3 separate regions of the Mus musculus genome follow, and all the other regions are linked to region 1. A link is a contact called in public promoter capture Hi-C data. All regions are on one chromosome and are shown on one strand. The core of a region is the stretch at or near the end of the contact, and the rest is flanking DNA. Distances in the headings are between cores, read along the strand shown. Region 1 holds the start of Zfp142 (zinc finger protein 142). Region 2 holds the start of Cxcr1 (chemokine (C-X-C motif) receptor 1). Region 3 holds the start of Cdk5r2 (cyclin-dependent kinase 5, regulatory subunit 2 (p39)).

Region 1 (4,938 bases), core at 1,183-3,682:
TCAGAGCACAGTCCATCCATCTCCCCAGTGCCATTAGCCAGCTGGGATGCCAACACAGGGTCTGTCATTATCACTGATTTGTGTGCTGTGGTCTCCTAAATGCTGACAAACCAGAAAAAAAAAAAAAAAGCTATATGTACATATATATATATATATATATATACACACACACAGTTAGAACTCTTAATTTCTCTTAAGCTGGCCCACACATTTAATCATTTCCTTCTATAGCAACATGCCACACTTTATTATTCTAAACATTTTCAAAACAACATTCAATACAAAAATATGAGATTAAAAGTCAGAATTAGTAGAGAACCAACAAGCTGAGGCTGACTAAATTAAAGATTACAGGTTCTGGTTCCTGCAAAGTAACCCTGGCAACAAAACTGAGTGGGGTCAAAGGCTCTCTCTCTTACTACTCGATGGTCTCATTATTCCTCAGTATAGATATGATACGATTCCTTCACTTATGGTCCTCATTGACCTACCTCCCCAGGCATCCCTCCCACTCTGCCCTCCTAACCTGATGATCTGCCATTCTCTGACTCACTTTTTTGCTTACAGACCCTTCTACTTTCTCACCCCTCCCATTCAACCCATCAAAATCTCTTGTCTAGCTAGTCAGATACTCCTTAAGAAAACAAACATTTCTGCTATGAGTGTGTCCTAACATTCTTAATTTTCTCTTTTCTGTTGTCCTGAAAGCCTTTGTATGTAGTTCTGTCAGAAACCACACTGTGCTGTTGTTTCTCTATCAATCTCCCTTCCTAGATGTATAGTTCAGCTGTCCAGAAAATGGTGGTGGACTCCCTGAAGCTGGGGTGCTTGTCAGACACCTGATTTGGGGGGCTGAAAACTGAACTCAGGCTCTCAGAAAGAGCAGCATTTACTCTTAACCACTGAGCCATTTCTCTAGTCTCACACTTTTTAAAAAATGTGTTGTTAGGGATCAAACCCAGGGCTTTGTGCATGCCAGGCAAGCACTGTACAAATGATCTATCCCAATACTGAATGTGGAGCTTTGAGGAGTTTATTGGCATTTTTCACTTCACTGGACCCTAAGCATCAACAAGCTAGGTAAGTTAGACAAAATGGAAATTCTAGTGGACCAGCTGAGTTGCAGTAAACCCAGATCTTTTAAACTAAGGTATCAAGCCAGTGGTTCCTCAAATACAAGGTAAATTTCCAATTCACTAACTTACTAAAGCCTCCAGTGGGAACACAACTGAGAAACAAAGGTATTAAACTGCATGTCCTGTTCAACTCGACTGAAATAAATGAGATAATCTTTTTAAACTTCCAGGACTCAGGAGGCAAAGGCAGGCAGGTATCTGTGAATTTGAGGCCAGCCTGGTCTACATAGTGAGTTCCAGGACAGAGCTAAACAGTGAGGCCCTGTTTCAAACAAAACTGGGTCACTGAGTATGTGCCAGGTGAGAGTGGCTAGTTCTCATTCTACAGAATCCCTCCACGTAAAAACAGCACGAGGGCTGTAGGGATGGCGCAGTGATGAAGAGCACTGACTGCTCTTCCAGAGGTCCTGGGTTCAATTCCCAGCAACCACATGGTGGCTCGCAACTATCTGTTAATAGGATCCGATGCCCTTTCTCCTGTGTCTGAAGAAAGCAACCGTGTACTCACATACATAAAATAAACAAATATGTCTTTAAAAAGCATAACAGCAGGAACAGACAGCAATTCAAGAAGGAGGCAGGGAAGTGCACTTCCGTGGTCAGCGAGGCTTTTTGGAAATCACAGCCCCCACGGACTACTAATTATTGCTGCTCTAGGCGGTCTTCCAGCCCATCACATGGCCTCAGGAAGATGCGGGGGAGGAGGTAGGAGAGAGCCAGAAAGAAGTAACGTGCTTTTGAGACTGGAGAAGCAAGGGATACCGAAGCCTGGGGAACAAGGCAACCCTGCGTAGGCACCTCAGTTCCCACGCGCCTCTGGGCTTTGACTCACCGTGTAGCCTTGAGTCGATGCACTTGCCTCGCTTCTCAGGACCTCAGCTTTCCTGTCTGTAAAGTGGAGGCGGCGGCGACGACAGCTTTTACACTGTGGGGCGACAGCCAAGTCACGAGATACAGCGGAGGAGAAAGGCGTTTTGGAACCTGCAAGGCTTGGGATGATGCATCGTCACGGTTCTGGTCCTGAGGAGAGGCAGCGGATACCCGGGCGGGGCCCGGAGCTGTGACGCGACTGAGACGCCCGAGTCCAGCAGAGATGCGCCCGCGCCCCTCTCACCGGCGCGCTCCCCGCAGCACCTCCTCCCGCGGGCTCCACCTCCAGGGCCCACTCAAGCTGGAGCTAGAGAAACTTTTACCTTCAGCTCACAGCGCCCGCACTTCCCCTGGTTCCCGCCGACAGCCGCTCTCTCACCTCCTACCCGTGGGCTGGCGGGAGCTGCATCTCTATGGTCCGACTGGGACTGGAGTGGCTCCTCGGGGGCCTTTGATGTGGCCGCCCCCGGCCCAGGCGCCTCTAGGAATCTGACGTGTGGCAGCCACTCTGTCTCTCTTCAAGGCCCGTGCTACTCTATGGTTTCCCCTCTATGTCCTTGAGTACCCCCCTTCTGAAGCCCCAAAGCGGAACCATCGAGAATTGCAGGGAAGAGTGGCAAGGACTCCGTGGTGGGTGTGGCCGGAAGTAGATGCAGCAGTCCGGGGCGGGACTAGCGGCGCTGCCTCTTCGTAGGCCCGGCGAAACCATCGAGTGTGAGGGCCAGAGAGTCATGGAGGGAAGGGGGCGGAGTGACAGATTTCTCTCTCCCACGTTCCTGGAAGCGCGAGCAGGTCTGTGTATAGGGTGTCCGGGAGTCAGCTGCTGTGTGTCAGGGTTCGGGAGCCGGGGGCCAGGAGATCTTCGTCAGCGGCTCTCCATGCAAAGGTGCTTTGGAATTCTGGATCACAGCTCCGAGCCTTAGCGGAGGTCACGGCTGTCAATTCACCAGTGGGCCGGTGTGCCAGGCAGAGGAGTGGCAGTGGAGAAGTGTTGCAAGGAGAGGTGTTCTGGAAATAATTGCCATTTTGTCCCCTTAGGCATTGTCTTAAGTTAGGCTTAGTCACATCTTAATTGGGTTGAATTTGAAAAAGGCTCCAAAAAAAAAAAAAAAGAAAAAGAAAAAGGCTCCGTGGAAGAAGTAGACTATATGATCTCAATGAAAAAGAATGCCTAGAATAAAGGGGTGGGGGTCATTCGGTACCAACAGAACTGAGAGAGCTAGAAGTAGGTAGTGATTTGCTAGTAAAGGTACGCATTCTAATGTAGGCATCCCTGCGTATCCGGCTGTGGTATTTGAACCCAATGGGAGCAAGGCACCAAGGGTGCTGGAATACAAGTGACAGAATTGTAGCGTGTCTGGGATTGGTGGGTTTGGATGATGCAGGTGCTGAAGGTCCATTCAAATATCACCTCAAGAACCAAAATAACTTGCAAGAAATAGTTTAGGTGAGAAGTAATAAATGTCTGTACAGGACATTAGGAACGGGGTGTAAGGGAGAGGATATTTGAAAGACATTTCTGATGGTAAGGCATGTGGTCATTGACAGAGCAATGGAAAAATCACCTTTGCCGATTCCATTCAGTGGGGACCCTTCTGTCTAGCTCTTGCCAGGGACCAGAGTCTTGCCTTTCTAGTATCCTGATGTGGAGCTGGGTACATTGCTTTTTGGAATTGAGAAACTCTCCAAAATGGCCTTCTGGCAAAAGGTCTAACTGAAGAGCAAAATGGATTGAAGAGCCTGGGGTGTTTGCTGTGGCATTCCAACACCATTCCTACTCCACTGAAACACAGTCCTGCTGACCTGTCCATCTTGCTTCTGTGGGAGGGAGCGGAGCAAGATTGACTGGTCTAGTTTCTATACTAGTCTTATGCTTTCTTCCAGTTCTGCTACAATCCATCCCTCGGTTTTGACAGTGCCTCAGAGCCTATAAGCATCTGTGCTGCTTCTTTTCAAGATGCCATTTTCAGACTTTGTTCTGGCCCTTAAAGACAATCCCTACTTTGGGGCTGGATTTGGGCTGGTAGGTGTGGGTACGGCTCTGGCTATGGCCCGGAAAGGAGCCCAGTTGGGTCTAGTGGCATTCCGGCGCCATTACATGATCACACTGGAAGTCCCTGCCAGAGACAGAAGCTATGCCTGGTTGCTTAGCTGGCTTACCCGACACAGCACCCGCACTCAGCACCTCAGTGTTGAAACCTCATACCTTCAGCATGAAAGTGGCCGGATCTCCACCAAGTTTGAATTTATCCCCAGCCCTGGAAACCACTTCATTTGGTAAGATAGGAAACTAGGTAGGGCTCTGAGGAGAGGGTGGATCGATGGAGGAAATTGGGTCACTTTGACAATTTTATTCAGGTATCAGGGAAAATGGATCCGGGTAGAACGAAACCGAGACATGCAGATGGTAGACTTGCAAACAGGGACTCCTTGGGAATCTGTCACCTTCACGGCCCTGGGCACTGACCGAAAGGTTTTCTTCAACATCCTGGAAGAAGGTATGAGATGGGACAGGCAGGCTATCAAAGTGGGGAGGTTGGGCATCTGCTGCTTGGAGAGGAGGAATAAGGATCCGAGTCCTTGGGAGAAGGGTACCAGGTCAGAGCTCTACCTGACTGAAGCATCAGCATGATCAAGGGACTGTTTTACTTCCTTGCTCCCAGCTCGAGCACTGGCCCTGCAGCAGGAGGAAGGGAAGACTGTGATGTACACAGCTGTGGGGTCTGAATGGCGTACCTTTGGTTATCCGCGCCGACGTCGGCCACTGGATTCTGTAGTCCTACAGCAGGGTCTGGCTGACCGAATTGTCAAAGATATCCGGGAATTTATTGATAACCCCAAGTGGTACATTGACAGAGGTAAGCAGCAGCTGGAATCTAGCCGAGTTTGTAGCCAGGTGAAGTTACAGGAAATTCTAGCTCAGGTGAAAGGG
Region 2 (4,938 bases), core at 1,393-3,892, 390 kb before region 1:
GGCCTGGTCAATGTCATTGCGGCGTTCGCAAGTATCTTCAATCAAGTGGGCTCCTAAGAGAGTGTCTGAGAGCAGAACCAGATTGTAGGGCAGACAACAGAGCAAGAAGACCAACACAACAGCAAAGATCACCCCCATGGCCCGGTGTTTCTGCCTCATGTGGGTCTTAAAGAGCATGCGCAGTGTGAGCCCGTAGCAGACCAGCATAGTGAGCAGCGGCAGGAGGAAGCCAAATATGTGGGACAGACCCCGCAAGGTCATCCGAAAATCTGTTGTGGCTTCACCCAGGACTTCATAGCAGACTGTACCAGAACGGAATGGTTTATATGCCTGGCGGAAGATAGCAAAAGGCAGAGACAGAATCAAAGATAGACCCCAGATGCCCACGCACACGAATTTAACCAAGTAGCGCTTTCGGGCCAGCGTACGGGTGGCATGGACGATGGCCAGGTATCGGTCCACACTGATGCAGGCCAGCAGCAGGATACCACTGAAGAAGTTGAATTCCTTCAGGAGTGAGACCATCTTGCACAGGGGTGTGCCAAAAATCCAGCCCTTCAATTTGGAGACAGCCAAGAAGGGCAGGGTCAATGAAAAGAGTAGGTCGGCGATGGCTAGGTTCAGCACGTAGACATCCATGACGGATCGGGTCCTTCGCCTGTATAAGATAACCAGCATCACCAGCGAGTTTCCCAGCAAGCTCAGAAGGGACACCAGTGCATAAAAGACAACTAAAGCCTGCCTGTTGGTTATTGGAACTCTCTTACAGGGGATGAAATAATCTCCAGTGGGCAGCATTCCCGTGATATTTCCAAATTCTTTCTCAAAGTCACCCTCAGGATTAGTCCAGATGAAATATTCAGCCTCGGCCATTGTTTGATCTAGGTGAAAGGTAAGAAAGAGAGATAAGATTTAGTAACCAAATTCAAGTGTTGTGAGTGTTGAGGGGGTAGTATTGGCTTCTCTGTTGCCTTGACAACCAAAGTTCACCCCCTTTGCCTTCAACTTGAACTTTGGTAGGTTAGCTTCCTAATGCTGTCAAAGTCCTTGGACAGTCAGTCTGAGTATAGAATAAAACCCATGGGAGATACCTTTGCCTTCAGTTGGCTCTACAGTTCTCAACTCTATGCCCAGCTCTTCCTTGTCTCCTCTTAACCATCTTTGTCCTCAGCCACGCCCCTGGGTTCAGATACAGTCACCAGGTTGTTCTTACACTCAGGGAAGAGCCAGCACACAGCAAACGGAAGGAGGCAAGGTGTATCTGGGCGTCCCCTCCAACCTTATGTCTTATATATGCCCCCTCATTATTGTTTGCAATTTTTGTAAAGACATATTATTTTTCATTGCTTTTATTTATGTATAAGTGCATATGAACTTGTCTGTGTGTCTATATGTAGAGGTCAGAAGAAGGCATCTGATCCCTTGGAACTGGAGCTACCAGGAGTAGCGAGCTGCCCAAAGTGGGTCCTAGGAACCAAATCCTCAGGAGCACTCCATGCTCCTAACCACTGAGCTATCTCCCCAGCCCCTTGTTTGCCTTTCTTAAAACCTACCTGGAGAAAGAGGTGATAACTTCAGATTACATTACACTGTACTCTGCGCCTTGTCTTCTGATGAGATTGTCTCCAGCTTTCACAGTTGTAAACATCGCGTCAAAAGCACACAGAAGAGGCCAAAGCAATGATTCAGTGAGGTGCCTGCGTGCTGCCAAGCCGAAAACCTGAACTTGATCCCCAGAGCCCACATGGTAGAAGGAAAGAACTACCTCATGTAGGTTATTCTCTGGCCTCCACACCTAAGCTCACACACACATTAAGCGTGAAATAGAAAAATTTTAAATGCATGTCAAGGGTTGGTGAGATACCTCGGCAGAGCTTGTCACACAAGCCTGACACCTTGAGTTTGCTCCCAGAATCTATGATGGAAGAAGGAAACCAGCTCCTTAAAATTGTCCTCTAGCCTCTGGCCTCTGTATATAGTCCTGCACACTTGCACACACACACACACACACACACACACACACACACACACACTTGAGACATGAGAACACGTGTGCACCTCTACCCAACACCAGGGCTCTGTAATCTGGAAGTATTTAGAAGTTAACTGAGTTTAAGATGAGGATACAGTTACCTAATGCCCACTCTCAATGGCTACCTTACCTGGGGCCTTTAATCCCCAAAGATTTCCACTTATCAACTGCAGATTGTGGGAAGATAGGGAGCTCTCCCAGCTTCCAGGCCTTGGATTCTATGGCAAGGGCAACCACATCCCTACCCCTTGGGATGCTCTCTCAGTGCCAGAGTTTGCATCTTCACAGAAGATGAAGGTTAGAGAGAAGCAATCAACACTGAGCCAGGAAACTGTTCACTGCAGCCACATAACAGGAAAGCAATAAAAAGCAATGGCTGAGGGGAGGGGGGCTGTGACCGTAAGCACCTAGGAAGTCAGAGTTGCGTACCTAGACACAGTGAGGGGACAAGAAACCATTTATCAGAAATCCCTTAGTCCCACAGAAACCAGTGTGTTTTCTAAAATAAAGTTGGACCAAGCCTTCCTACCCCAACATGTGGACTGACACACAGCTGACACAGGCGTCCTACCTGAGGCACCAGCTGGGTCCGTTCCTTGTGTGCGGGAGGAGCCTGCAGCTCAGGAAACAGAATGATCAAACAACCGAAGGGACTGGATGAATAAAAGAAAGAGGGAGAAACCACACCTCCCCCTAGAGCCCCGCCCACATCTGCATTTGGGTACAGATGAAGTCATGGGGCCCGGCAGTATCAGAGATTCTGAGTTCCGTAGGCTTAGCAGGGTGACCCTGCAGTTAAGGGTGTTCTCTCTAACTCCTTCCCTCCATAGATGATCACTTCTACCATCTTCAGTTTCTTGAATTTACCTGCACGTGCCACCCCTAAGTTTCCTAATAGATTACCTTGAGAAGTTTCTAACTTCCCAAGGGGAATAAGAAAGGGGGCAGTACAGACTTCCTATAACAGAAGTTTCAGAAGTCCACGGTGGGAAAGACTTAGGGAGTCTAAAGGAGAACTTAGCGGAAAGCTGGTGGTAGGGTCTACACTTAAGCTGTGTTTGGACAGCACGCAGACATTTATGTTGGTGCTGGAATAGAACCCAGGACCCAGTGCATGCTGGGACAAGTATCCTACCGCTGAGCTACACCTGCAACCCCAATGCTTGCTGTTTTGTTTTGTTTTGTTTTGTTTTGTTTTGAGACAGAGTCTCTCATAGCCCATGCTGACCTTAAGTCCATAAACCTTCATCTCTCTCCCAAATATTGGCATTACAAGTATACACCACTATGCCCAGCTATAAGCACGCCATTTTCACTTATATTTATAGGCATCTTTAGGGTCATGTGGTAGAGATTTTGGAAGGAAAACCTTTCCTTTACACTCTCTTTTACTTCCAATTATTGCTTGGTTACAGTAGAGCTGAGGTTTGGGGCATGGCCACTCCTTCCCTGAAGTCTATCAGAAGATCATGAGGGCTGGGAAAACAGTGAAAGACCATCTGGGGGTGATGCCATTACTGCTCCCCATTTGGTACTGAAGGACAGCTTCTTTAGGAAGCTGCCTGAGAAGTCCCTGAGCAACTCACAGCTGACCCCTGACTTTATTCCTAGGGTTCAGTGGACTGGTTAGTTTGAACTATCAACTAAACACAACCTAGAGTCATCTGAGAAGGGAATCCCAATTGAGGGATTTCTCAGATCAGACAGGCCTGTGGGCATATCTGTGGAAGATTGTCTTGATCTCTAATTGATGTAGGAGGGCCCAGCCCACTGTGGGAGGCACCATCCCCAAGCAGGTGGCCCTGGTCTGTATAAGAAAACTTGGTAGGGATGGAAAAATGGCTGACTGGGTTAAGAGCACAGACTGTGGGCTGGAGAGATGGCTCGGCAGTTAAGAGCACTGACTGTTCTTCCAATTCCCAGTTCAATTCCCAGCAACCAGATGATGGCTCACAGCCATCTGTAATGGGATCCGATGTCCTCTTCTGGTGTGTCTGAAGACAGCGACAGTGTGCTCATAAACATTATACAAACAAATAAAAGAACATGGCCTGCTCTTCTGGAGGACTCAAGGTTGGTCCCCAACATCCACATGGTAGCTTCAAAAGGTCTGTAGCTCCAGTCTCAGGGGAAATCTGATGCCCTCTGCTGGCTTCTGAGGGCAGCACATGCACACGGTGCTCAGATGTCCGTGCAGGCACAACACCCACGTACACAAAATTGCCTATTCTATGCATGTCAAGATGAACTTTTCCTGCAAGTGGTTTACAAAGAATTGCGTTTAAAATTTAACATTTTCACGCTTATTGCCTGTTATAATTTTATGCTTATAATTCCCACGGTAAAAATGCCCTCTATTATCTTGTGTACATTTCAATACCATAATCCTTCTTTTCCAAATAAAAATGAAACCTTCAGTTTCAGAAACTAAAGAATGTTTAATGAAAGCCAGCCAGCCACGGCCCTGTGAGTGAGCCAACAAGAAGTGTTCCTCTGTGGTTTCTGCCTCAAACCCCTGTTCAAGATCCTGCCCTGAATCCCCTCAGGGTTGGACCAGGACCTGTACGCAAAATAAATCCTTTCCTCCCCTGGGTTGCTTTTAGTCACAATCTTCTCTCAGAGAAACAGCGATGAAGCGGGAACTCTCCTAAACCTTTTCCCACTACACTGTGAGTTCCACTATGCTGTGACAATGCGTTTGCAGGGGAGGCTCCTGCTTTGCGCTGTCTGCAGCTAGAGAGCAAAGGTCCCCTTTCCAATTCGCCTTTGGACCTGTCCTCTGCCAGGAAACACAGCATGTGACTGCCAAGGGTTGTCAACGAAATGCTGTTTCTCTCGAAACTCATGGAGTACACCTCACACTGCACCACTCTAAAAGGGTCCTAACTAAGACAGGGGTCAAGGTC
Region 3 (4,938 bases), core at 614-3,113, 270 kb after region 1:
AACAAGCAAACAAACAACTTTCTAACTATATGTGACCATGGTTGCCACGAAGGGAGAAGATTTGAGGAAGCCAGACCTCAGCTCCCGGGAAGGGGTGTGTGAGCTGTGATTGTGAAACTGCAGAGAAAAGCTGGAGCCTCTGTTGCTGTGAGCTGAAACCCAAGGGGATTCTGGAACAGAATGCGCATAGTGAAACACATACAGAGAGAGGAAAGTGGGCGCACACTGATTCTGACAGCAGTGGACCTTTGGTGCTGTGCTGGGTCTGGCAGAAATGGAGGCAGGCCTGGTGGTGCTTATAATCCCAGGATCTGGGAGGCTGAAGAAGGATGGAAGCCAGCTTGAATGTGACACCACACACACACACACACACACACACACACACACACACACAGAGAGAGAGAGAGAGAGAGAGAGAGAGAGAGAGAGAGAGAGAGACAGGCAGACAGGCAGACAGACAGACAGGCATACAGAGACACAGAGACTGAGATCCAAGAACAATTCTAAGAATTGTTACAGAATGGATAGTTACCTCTCTGCCCACCAAACCAAACCCCCACACCAATGCCTAAGGTTCACTAAGACTCCTGGAAGGGAAGCCACAGACAGCAGACTGGAGGGTCCTACAAGACACACTGAAGTGGCCCAGGACAAGCGGTTCTCACAACCTGCCGATAAGGCTCAAAGTCTGGGATCAAGGCCTATGTGGTCCGTAGCAGGAATGGAGGGGTCCAGAGAAACCGGCAGCTCCCAGTATAATAGCTGGCAGCTGGAGTGGGAACAGCTAGAGTCTGAGCACAAGGAAGCTGTCTACTGGTTAAAATCCATCTCAACTAGGACCCCGGATCTTGACTGGAAGTTGAGCCAACCGATTTCCACACAGTAGACCCCAGACTGGGGCCTTCAACTAAACCAATTTCCAGAGTTCCCTGGAGTCCAACCATCCATCACGCATGCAAGGGTGAGATGAATGTGTTGTTGGGACAACCAATCAAAAATGAGCTGTCCAGGGGTCAGAGTCAGAAGCAGGGAATCAAGTACAGACTCATTAGGTTGTCTTTAGACTTCCCCCTGTTCCTGCTCCGTGAAGCAAAGACACACATCCTTCCCTCTGCCAAGGAGAAAGGGTGCATTTGCTCGGTTGCTCAGAGTCTCACACACTAGCATTCTCTTACAGATCAGGAATGAGCCTGCAGCAGTCTCCTCCACCCCACCCTACCCCCGTCCCCAAGGGGGGGGGGGCGATGAAGAGGATAGCAAGCGGACATCCAGATGGGCGAAGCCGGAAGGTGCAACTGGGGTGTCTCGATGAGGGCAAGCTGCCATATTGCCCACTAAACAAACTCAAAGGTGAGCGAATGATAGGCTGTTCCCATGGCTTCTATACTGCGGCTTGGACCCAGTGTATCACAGTGTATCAAAACATTCAGACCCATGGTCTTGGGATCTGGAGGAAGAGATGGGAAGGACCATTTTCACCTCACTTCAACCCCCTGCTCAGCCAGAAAAAGAGACCTCAGAATCACACACACCCCCTCTCTCCTTTTCCTCCTTTCCCCCCTTTTCCCCCTTTGGGAAAAGGTAAGGGACTGAAGACTCCAGGCGGTGGGTAAGGCGGTACAGTAGATTAGTATGCAACATCCTATTGGTTAGAGGAGCTGCCGATCAAAGAAAACTAGAGTCAGGATTGGCTGCGTGAGGCGGGGCGCGGCGTGGCGAAAGAAGGGGCCCAAGGGGTGGGGCTGACGCTGCAGCTGGCGCAGCTTCGGCTCAGAGCAGCCGCCGCGGCGCAGCAGAGCGGCTCCATCCCCCGCCCGTCCGCGCGCCCGGGCCGGGGCTAGGCCCCCCACCGCCGGGTCCCCCGGGGCTGCAGCAGCAGCGGCGCCGCCCGCGGTTCCCGCTGGGGCCCGGGCGCCGGCCCCGCTCTGCAGGATGGGCACGGTGCTGTCGCTTTCCCCTGCTTCCTCGGCCAAGGGCCGGAGGCCGGGAGGGCTGCCGGAGGAGAAAAAGAAGGCGCCGCCCGCGGGGGACGAGGCGCTGGGGGGCTACGGCGCGCCGCCGGCCGGCAAGGGCGGCAAAGGCGAGAGCCGGCTCAAACGGCCGTCCGTGCTCATCTCGGCGCTCACCTGGAAGCGCCTAGTGGCAGCCTCGGCCAAGAAGAAGAAAGGCAGCAAAAAGGTGACGCCCAAGCCAGCGTCCACCGGTCCCGACCCTCTGGTCCAGCAACGCAACCGCGAGAACCTTCTCCGCAAGGGCCGCGACGGCCCCGACGGTGGCGGAACAGCCAAGCCCCTGGCCGTGCCGGTGCCCACGGTGCCCACGACCGCTGCCACCTGCGAGCCCCCGTCGGGGGGCAGCGCAGCCGCCCCTCCACCAGGCTCAGGCGGGGGAAAGCCGCCGCCGCCGCCACCCCCAGCCCCGCAGGCGGCACCGCCGGCGCCCGGAGGCTCGCCGCGGCGGGTCATCGTGCAGGCGTCTACCGGCGAGCTGCTCCGCTGCCTCGGCGACTTCGTGTGCCGACGCTGCTACCGCCTCAAGGAGCTGAGCCCCGGCGAGCTGGTGGGCTGGTTCCGCGGCGTGGACCGCTCGCTGCTGCTGCAGGGCTGGCAAGACCAGGCCTTCATTACCCCCGCCAACCTGGTGTTCGTGTACCTGCTGTGCCGGGAGTCGCTTCGTGGGGACGAGCTGGCGTCGGCCGCGGAACTGCAGGCCGCCTTCCTCACCTGCCTCTACCTCGCCTACTCCTACATGGGCAACGAGATCTCCTACCCGCTCAAGCCGTTCCTCGTGGAGCCCGACAAGGAGCGCTTCTGGCAGCGCTGCCTGCGCCTCATCCAGCGGCTCAGCCCGCAGATGCTGCGACTCAACGCCGACCCCCACTTCTTCACGCAAGTCTTTCAAGACCTCAAGAACGAGGGCGAGGCCGCGGCGAGCACCGGGGGTCCACCGAGCGGAAGCAGCGCGTCCACCACCTCCTCCTCGAGCGCCAGGGACAGCTGCGCGACCGGAGCCAAGCACTGGACTATGAACTTGGACCGCTAGGGATTCCCAGGGGCCGCGCCCGCCCCCCGCCCCAGCCCCTCACACACACCCGGAAACCCCGGGACCATCAAGCCACCGTCGCTATTACCGCTGCTCTATGCCCAGGCTGGGCCGAGGAGGAGCCGCCCCTGCCCCACAGGGGAAGGTGGAGGCTAGGACGCCAGAGGCCGCGGTGTCTGGATTTACTGGGCGTGGGGTGGGCGTGGGGGATGATCGCGGGAAGTGCACCCCCAACTTCGTTCACCCTTTCCGTCTGTCTGCGCCTCCATCTTTCCATTTCTGCCCTGGTCTCCCTCTTTCCTGCTGTGGGCATCTCAAAGTCCACCACCCTGGGTTTTGTCCAGTCCCTCACCTTTCTGTGTCTTCGTCTTACCTCCTGTCTGCAGCCCCCGCCCCCGCCCCCGCCTGTCCATTGGCATTCCCTGGGCTTTACCCTTTTCTACCTTACCCCGAGCCTGATGGTACCCCACTGCGGTCCCCGCTTCTCCAGCACCTATGTTTCCGTGTACCCTTCTTGTTCCTCTTCCTTCCTCCGGTCATGTCACCTCCATCCCTCCTGTCTGCCTTCCCTCTCTCTGCTTGTGTCGTCCTGCAACCCCCCACCCCCCACCAACCGATCCCCAAGACTCTACACTCCTTTCCCCAGATCCTTAGTTTTTTGGTTTTTGTTTTTTAAATTTGGATAGACTGGACAGGAAACTGCAGTCTCAGTTGTCCAGGCAAAGATCAGGGTGATCCTTTCCTTCACCCCCACGGCCTCTCCCCACCTTTTCCAACGTGTTGCATGCTGGGAGTTGAGGAGGAAAGGGCTGCTGCCTTCATTTAGGAGGCTGAGATTTGAGGGCAAGATCCAACCTGGTAGACTACCCCGCTTGCAGCGGTGGTGTCTTCTCTGTGGATGGATAGAAAGAGAAAGAAAACTCTTCTTATCTGGGGGAGGGGCGTCCTCTTCCTTATCTTTAGATTTCTTGTTATATCCCCTCCTCACACTTTAATTTATTTCGCTGTTTCAGGAGGGTGGGTGGGTGGGGAGGGGGCTGGGCAGGGAATTGTCCGAGGTGCTGAGCTGGGCGGGACCGGAATCGTCCTGGGAAGAGTACCAGGGACTGGGTCGGGCCTGGGGCCTTGTCCAAGGTGCCAATGATGCGGGCCGACGGCGCAGGCCGCACTATCTGTCTGTCCGTCTGTCCTGGAGCGAACTATAAAGCGCTGGAAGCGCCTACAGATGGTTTCGCGCCGGCCTCTTTTTGGGTTCCCGGAGGGTGGAAAGGAATGGGCGTAGGAGTGAAACTGTTAGGGGTAGGGTAGGAGGGAAAGTCAGGTCCCTGAGATCTGTAACCTGCTACCTGCCCACACTGGCTTTCATTTTACAGTAAAGCATCATAAGCCAAGGGTTGAGGCTGAACTTACCTCCCAATTCCGGCCTCCATCTTGTCTGCCCTACCTCCTTATTAATACTCAGGCTACTTAAGGACAAATGATAAAGAGACAGAAGTCTCCCTTTCTGTGAGGTGACCCTTGAGACAGAACTGGCTAGCCATGATGTTTTTATTTCTTTCCGTTCTTCCCACCATATATTGATTGAGTCAGGAGTCTAGTCAGGCCTGACTAAGCCTGTGCTTACCTCTCTCAGTTGGGATATGAGTACCACCCCCACCCCGTGAGGCTGCTTTAGTCACAGGCCCACCCAGAGCAGTCTTTGCAGACCCATTCCTGCTTGGGACTCAGACCTTGACCCTTGACCACCAGAGAAGTGCAATTATTGGCGGAAACAAAAGGGGAAACGAAAGCCTTTTCCAACTGAAAAAAAAGGGGGGGGGGGAATTTAGCTAATTGGCTCCAAATCTCTGCTTAGTCCCCACTGTCCTCTTAGTTAGACAGCAAAACAGCACATTT

The links. Capture Hi-C pulls out chosen DNA fragments and counts their contacts.
Region 2: a contact with region 1 is called in a promoter capture Hi-C map of liver. The contact joins the promoter of Cxcr1 here to the promoter of Zfp142 in region 1. A contact is called at or near these places in 2 of 39 promoter capture datasets (the 3T3-L1 cell line and stem cell-derived epiblast-like cells), 1 of 484 Hi-C or Micro-C datasets (CD4 T cells), 3 of 115 datasets of contacts at active chromatin or transcription factors (the 230-238 cell line, effector CD8 T cells and memory CD8 T cells) and 2 of 9 other capture datasets (adipose tissue and liver).
Region 3: a promoter capture Hi-C map of pancreatic islet shows a contact between it and region 1. The contact joins the promoter of Cdk5r2 here to the promoter of Zfp142 in region 1. A contact is called at or near these places in 4 of 39 promoter capture datasets (cranial neural crest, maxillary cranial neural crest, neural stem cells and 1 more), 4 of 484 Hi-C or Micro-C datasets (cortical neurons, embryonic stem cells and rod photoreceptor) and 3 of 9 other capture datasets (adipose tissue, liver and pancreatic islet).

What each region holds. Positions count from the first base shown.
Region 1 is chr1:74,585,596-74,590,533 of GRCm38.p6, forward strand. It overlaps Zfp142 (zinc finger protein 142), which reads right to left and starts at 2,433. Exons shown (of 9, transcript NM_001310668.1): 1 at 1,969-2,433; 2 at 1-102. The coding sequence starts at 68. It overlaps Bcs1l (BCS1-like (yeast)), which reads left to right and starts at 2,694. Exons shown (of 8, transcript NM_001305652.1): 1 at 2,694-2,798; 2 at 3,891-4,283; 3 at 4,365-4,504; 4 at 4,670-4,864. The coding sequence starts at 3,964.
Region 2 is chr1:74,191,989-74,196,926 of GRCm38.p6, forward strand. Cxcr1 (chemokine (C-X-C motif) receptor 1) reads right to left here and starts at 2,643. Exons shown (of 2, transcript NM_178241.4): 1 at 2,604-2,643; 2 at 1-881. The coding sequence starts at 873.
Region 3 is chr1:74,853,166-74,858,103 of GRCm38.p6, forward strand. Cdk5r2 (cyclin-dependent kinase 5, regulatory subunit 2 (p39)) reads left to right here and starts at 1,864. Exons shown (of 1, transcript NM_009872.3): 1 at 1,864-4,567. The coding sequence starts at 1,933. The coding sequence ends at 3,042. It overlaps Gm16582 (predicted gene 16582), which reads left to right. Exons shown (of 4, transcript NR_151618.1): 2 at 1,178-1,350.